Regions from separate parts of the Sus scrofa genome. Here region 1 is linked to region 2. Evidence: chromatin contacts called from public Hi-C data. All regions are on one chromosome and are shown on one strand. The core of a region is the stretch at or near the end of the contact, and the rest is flanking DNA. Distances in the headings are between cores, read along the strand shown. Region 1 overlaps PKD1L2 (polycystic kidney disease protein 1-like 2). Region 2 holds the start of GAN (gigaxonin).

Region 1 (2,950 bases), core at 320-2,819, 92 kb after region 2:
TAAACATGCAGTCTTGCTTTGCGATGGCCAATGGTATTCTGCGTTTTGATCGGCAGGCCTGCATCTAACGGTGTCCAATGAGAGTTTCACCTTTGACAACGTCACCGTCTCCCTGACATGGCTCCTCTCTCCTTACATCGGAAACCTGTCCTGTATCATCAATATGGGAGATGGCCACACTTTTGACCCCTACTATCCTCCCAGGTAAGAGGAATCTCTGAGCCTTGAGTCGGGATGTATCAGTCAGCTTTCAATGCATAAGTTTTCATCCCCGAACTTAGTGACTTACAATAATAGTTATTATTTCTCATGGTTCTTTGGATCAGCTCGGTGCCTTTTCTTGTCTGGACTAGCTCAACTGGATGGTCTAGGATGGCCTCATTCATATGTCTGGCAGTTATCTGGATGTCGGCTAGTGGCATGTGTCACTCATCACCCAAGAGGCTAGCCTAGGCTCATGTGCATGTAGGCAGAAATTTCCAGCAGCAAGCGAGAGCAAGGCCCAATGGGCAAGCGTTCTTAAATCATGACTTGTATCACATTTTCTAATGTTCCACTGGCCAAAGCAAGGTCTGTGGCCAAGCTCAAACTGAACAGGTAGAGAAGTAGTGTCCACCTATTGATGGAGGAATGGCAGAGCCACAGGACAAAGGGTCATACGTACCGGAATGGGAGGAACTGGTGCTCACAGGTTTTCTCAGTGAAGAAAGTCACTTGAATGTTATGGGAGAGATGGGTCCTTTTGGTAGAATCTTCATCGAGTCACCATCCAAGATATCAGTAACAGGGTGAAGACATTCACCTAGGTGTAGGAGTATTTTTTGTTGGAAAAGATAATGAAAATAATAATAATAATAATAATAATTAATAATCGTCCAGTCAAGCCACACTCACACATGATCTCACTTAATCCTCACAACAACCCCTTGAGCCAGAGCTCTGCTGTCCAGTATAATAGTCACTCACCATATGAGCTTCTAGGCCCTTGGAATACAGCTGTTCTCCATTGAGATGTGCTGTAAATGGAAACGCACATGGGATGCTGAGACTAGCCCCTCCCCACCAAAGAATGTAAAATATCTCGCTAAGTGGTGTTTTGATATTGACTATACATTGAAAGGAGAGTATTTTGGATCTACTGAGCTAAAGAAATAAATTATTAAAATTAATTTCACCTGTTCTTCTAACGTTTTACAATGTGACCATTAGAAAGTTTACAATGACACGTGTGGTTCACACAGTTTCTGTTGGATGGTGCCAAGCTAGATAATGATCATCTGGTTTCACAAAGCTGTTGAGGCTTAGACAAGTCCAGAGCACTGTCTGAGCCATGCAGCTAGTGAATGGCCGCTCAGCCAGGCAAGCCAGGGCCACCTGGAATAGCACAGCCAGGAAAGCTAGGCTGGCCCGGAATCAAAGCTCAGATTCTCAGGCCCCAGTGGAGAGCACAGCACACAGCTTCGGGGGCCCAAGGGCACTGGGCCCTGCATCCTCCAGGGAACATGACCTCCCCAACCTGAAGGCAGCTGAATACATGTGTAACATTTCAAAGTCCTCCTTGGGCCTGTGGCCAGCTCCATTCTGCCCTGCTGGGTGACCCCAGCTGGAGGGGTGCCCCAGACAGTTCTAGATCCTCCTTAGGTTCTGGCCCAGTTCAACATGGATCCCCAGGGAAATCAAGGAGGCCTATAAGTCCCTCTCCTAATCCCAAAACATCTCCGGTTCTACTCTGTGGGGGCTAGAAGTTCTGAATCCAGCCCCAGAGGTACCTGGCATTTCTGGAAGCCCTTGGTAGGCTGGGACAAAGAGAGGACCAGCCCTGTCCACAGCCCAAATGTGAGCCAGGATCTCAAAGTCAGCATCCTCTGGGGCCTCAGGCATTGTCCCATGCCACCAAATTAAATGGTACAAGGGCTGGGGTTCTAGTCACAGATATAAAACCAGAAAGAATCCCTGAGTTTCGGCTTCCTTCCCTGTCACATTTATATTGATGGCAGTCTTAACTGTTGCACAGAGTAAAATGAGAAATTATATATGAAGATGCTCTGTCGGGAAAAAAAAAAGTTTAAGGGATACCAGTACCCATGGCACTGTTCTGCAGGTTTCTTCCCCTTTGCTGCCATTTCGTCAATTTGACAAGAAATGCTGAGTTACCCAATCTTTCAGTCCCTGAATTTTAAACAACTTGCATTTGGCAAAAGTCAAAATTGACTGGCTGTAGCCTTGCTAAGATCTTTAGTTACACAAGGACATTCCAGTGATAAACAAACATAGTTAAAAACTGGAGCACATGGGACAAAATGCAAATAGTTGTCTGCTCTGGATGGTAAGTTCCAGGGTGTTTATCATACTACTCCTTGGAATTCTCCGTGCGATGCACGTTTGTCATAATCTAAGAGAAAGAGCAATAAACCACGCTTTACATTCACAATCCCTCTGGGCGTTCACCGTAAGTGAAAGCCACTGGCATTGTTTTCCTCTTTCAAAAGAAAATAGCTGGTGACACGCTCCACCATCATCCCACCAAATAACCCAGTTTGGTCTACTTCAAAGATTTGATAGACCTTGAAACTATCCACTCACCTTCTTCTGTCATTGTTAGTACCATTGGAGATACACTTCTGATGCTTCCTTATCAGCACTAGCAGCCTCAGCACTCAATCTACGTGGTCAAAAATGGCATGAATTTTAAGTATACGGAAGTCACGTATTTTCTGTGAACATCACCATGCTTTTTAAAATATGTTTGTATGGACTCCTACTTTTGCTTAATATTTCTTCAAGCTAAGAGGAGGGCATTTTCAAATGGACCCTCCGCCTCCATCCTAGATAAATAACATGAGATAATGGGATAGGATCCAACCTCAAACAGAAACAGCTTAATATCAACGGATTTCTCCTTTAAAAGCTCCATCTCGCCTTGCACTTCCCATGTCTTGTGTTCATTTGC
Region 2 (3,099 bases), core at 289-2,788:
CAAGGAGTGCAAATGAATTTAAGAAGGAGAGCCAGGAAAGTTACCAGAGCGCTTGCATTGCTTCTGAGTTGGCACAAATGTCTCCTAATGCAAAGGTTAAAATGCAGTTTGTGTGTCGGATTTCTGCTAGGATAAAGCACTAAGAATACAGTACACATCATTTTGCTTTTTCTGACCTGTCAATTTCAGTGACATTCTCTACTATTAGTCTATATTTAACCAGCTTACTGGGCAGTTTCTATAGCTTTTAGCAGTTTTTTTTCCTTTTATTAAAAGACCGACCCAGTTTGCAAGAAAGTTGCTAAAACAGACCCCTTCCAAATGGGATACAATTGCAAGTGCACTGTGTCTTATCAACCTTTAATTCACCTCATCAGCTGAGCTAGCAAATCAGGTTAAGCTTTGTTTTAAAACGCCTCCTCTATGTCGCTAAAAGCTCGTGGTCCTCGGGGGGTAAGCATCCTGAGAACTAGTCCTTAAAATGTGCTACAGCTTAGTCTAACGTGTGTCTATAACGCACTACCCTTCCTTTTAAACACTTCCCACAAGGGAGTGGAAAAGTCACTTTTGAGAAGAACTTGGGCCTTGAGGGATCAGATCATCCATCCTAAGGAGGAAATCCAATAGCGTTTTCCCTCTGCCCACACCCGAAGGGAGGTGTTTGTTTGGCTCCGCGAGAGGGGCGCTCCCTGGCCGCGTTCTCGGCGCCGGGCCCGGCCCACTGTGAGTCGATTTGGAGGCGAACGACGGGCCGGCAAACTTCAGCCGGGATCCGCGAGCTGGGCCCCGGCGAAGGGGCGGGCTCTTCCCCGGTGCGGCCCCGCCCTACTTGCGGGTGCGGGTCTGGGGCCTCCGGGGCTCGGAAGCCCGAGTGAGCGCGAGGTGGTGGGACCCTGAAGGGAGAGGATGGGGGTATTGTGGTGAGGGTTCAACTCCAGAGGGGCAGTGGTCCGGTGGGGGCATGGGCCCAGCCCGGGGGCGACCAAGGCCACAAGGGCTGTCCTGGGGGGCGGCGACGGGTGAGGCCCGGCCGGGGTGTCTACCTGGGGGGACACCGCGCTCAGCGGTGACCAGAGGGACCCCAGCGGCTGGGGGGTGGGGACCTTGGGCTCCCGGGACACGCCCGACTCGCCCCGCCCCTGGGATCCCGGCAGCGCGGCCCCGCCCGGCCCCCTCCTCACCTGATGTACGGGCTGGCAGCTGCCAGGATGTTCTTCTGCACCGGAATCTCTTCCCCGTCGAGGACCAGGTGCGCGTCGCAGAAGCGGGACTCCTCGCGGAAAGAGCTGAGCGCTCGCAGCAGGCGCGCGGCGTGGTGAGGGTCGGACACGGCGCTGCCCTCGGCCATCGCGGTGCCCACTCCTCAGCTCGTGGGTCCGGCTCTTGACACCGCCCAACTAGACCCCTCCAGCGGCCCGCTTACGGCGCGCGTCCCGTCTGCCCAGCCCGCGCGCGCCCGCCTGCCCGGCCCGGCTCTCAGCGCTCGGAGCACAAGCGCGAGCCTCCGAAACGCGCCTGCGCCATCCGCGGCGCGAAGGGCCGGCGCCTTTAAGGAGCCACGGCGTTGCGTCATTTCTCCGCGACGCCCCCGCGCCCTAGCGCCCTCCCTCGCGCCCGCCGTCGCCGGAGGCGGCCAATCAGAAGCCTCGTTGCTACGCGGGACCGGCTGGTGTACGAAGGGCGCAGTGATGAGGGGCAGTCTACGGGTTGGAGAGATCCCTGCAGCGGTGGAGGGGTGCGCGGGCAGGGTAACTCTGTGGTTAAGCCCGTGGCCTCTGGCGCGGTGAGTCTGAATCCGAGTGTGAGCTCTTCCACTCACTAGCTGTGTGACCGTTGGGTAAGGTGCCCATCCTCACTTTGTCCATCTGCAACATGAAATCGATTTCTTAGTGTTGCTGCAGACTCCTATGAGGTAGCGCAAGTAAGCGAGGGCGCAGTAGGTGTAGCTTTTATTATTTACAGGGGAAAAGGCGCTTCCCAGGTAAGAGCACAGAGACTCGAGAAAGGGGGCCCTTAAAAGAGGGTTTGAGTTGCGGGCAAGACCCGGGGGGACATGTAGATGAAGAAGCACGCAGGGCCTCCTTAGTTGTCATGAGGTTGGTCTTGACCCTGTAGGTGTTAGGAACCACGAGAGGGTTTTAAGCAGAGCGTTTGTATGAAGATCAGTCAGCTGCTGCGTGGAGAATGGGGGGGTGGGGATGGAGTGTTTGCAAAAGGCAGAAATATGCTTAACTGTTGCTGTACTTGAGGGAAGGGAATGGTGGCCTGGATGGAATGGTGATGATAGAGGTGGACAGTAGTGGATGGCTTTAAAAGAACAGGCAGAAGGGGACCAGCATAATGTTCTGGGTTGAGTAACTGCATGATGTTAGTACGTTGCAGAGGGACATAGAAACGCTGAAGGAGTGGAAGGTAGCAAGGCCAGATGTTCATATACATCCAGGCTCCCCACCCAGTGAAGATCAAGGTGCTGACTTTGGATCAAGCACCTCCAGGTCAGGTTGGCTTGCAGGTTGTCTGACATTTCCTGGAACGTTGCTAAGGGTACATGGGAATGTGGATTGTAGCCCCCATTTTGTACAGACATTAGCTGCTCCACAAGCTTCTGAAGACTTAGCTGTTTTAGGAGGGCCAAGGACCAGAAGACTATGTCCAGCATTCTAGAGAAGGCCATGTGAGATTTTCACTGGATCACCTCAGTGTTTTCCTTCTGCCAACTCAGAAGCGCCAATAAAGTCCTGGATCTTTACCCTGAGCGAGCCAAGGCTTTGGAGTTACTGGCAACAATCAGAGTATGTAACTCTGGTGGAGTCACTGGCAAAAGAATAGATTGGGAGAATGATGTTACTAGTGGAAGGTCCAGGTAATACAGCCCAGTGTTTATGGATGAAATGATAAAAAAAAAAAAACAAAAAAACATCTAGGATTGGCTTCAAAACGAAGGGACAAGGGAAGTGGGTGGTGATATAAATGAATCAAAGTAGTTTCTACTTGTTAAAGCCAGGTCCTGGGTACCTGGAGATTCATTGTACTAGTGTGTGTGTGTGTGTGTGTGTGTGTGTGTGTGTGTGTGTGTGTGTGTGTGTGTGTGTGTGTGTG

Evidence for each region. Hi-C and Micro-C count contacts between places; a contact is called where the count stands out from the background.
Region 1: a contact with region 2 is called in a Hi-C map of liver, with 4 times the contacts expected there. The contact joins the enhancer-like site here to the promoter of GAN in region 2. A contact is called at or near these places in 2 of 5 promoter capture datasets (fetal liver and liver) and 4 of 47 Hi-C or Micro-C datasets (brain, embryonic fibroblasts, fibroblasts and 1 more).

Annotation. Positions count from the first base shown.
Region 1 is chr6:7,080,127-7,083,076 of Sscrofa11.1, forward strand. PKD1L2 (polycystic kidney disease protein 1-like 2) reads left to right here. Exons shown (of 44, transcript XM_021096997.1): 5 at 57-204. Among named protein-coding and RNA genes, the nearest start is that of PKD1L2, 16 kb to the left of the region's middle. Within about 2 kb of position 1,570, at least 2 of the 83 cell types and tissues checked have an H3K27ac peak or open chromatin away from gene starts, as enhancers often do. A contact at or near this core is called in fetal liver and liver, where this site is marked.
Region 2 is chr6:6,988,132-6,991,230 of Sscrofa11.1, forward strand. GAN (gigaxonin) reads right to left here and starts at 1,539. Exons shown (of 11, transcript XM_003126840.6): 1 at 1,182-1,539. The coding sequence starts at 1,348.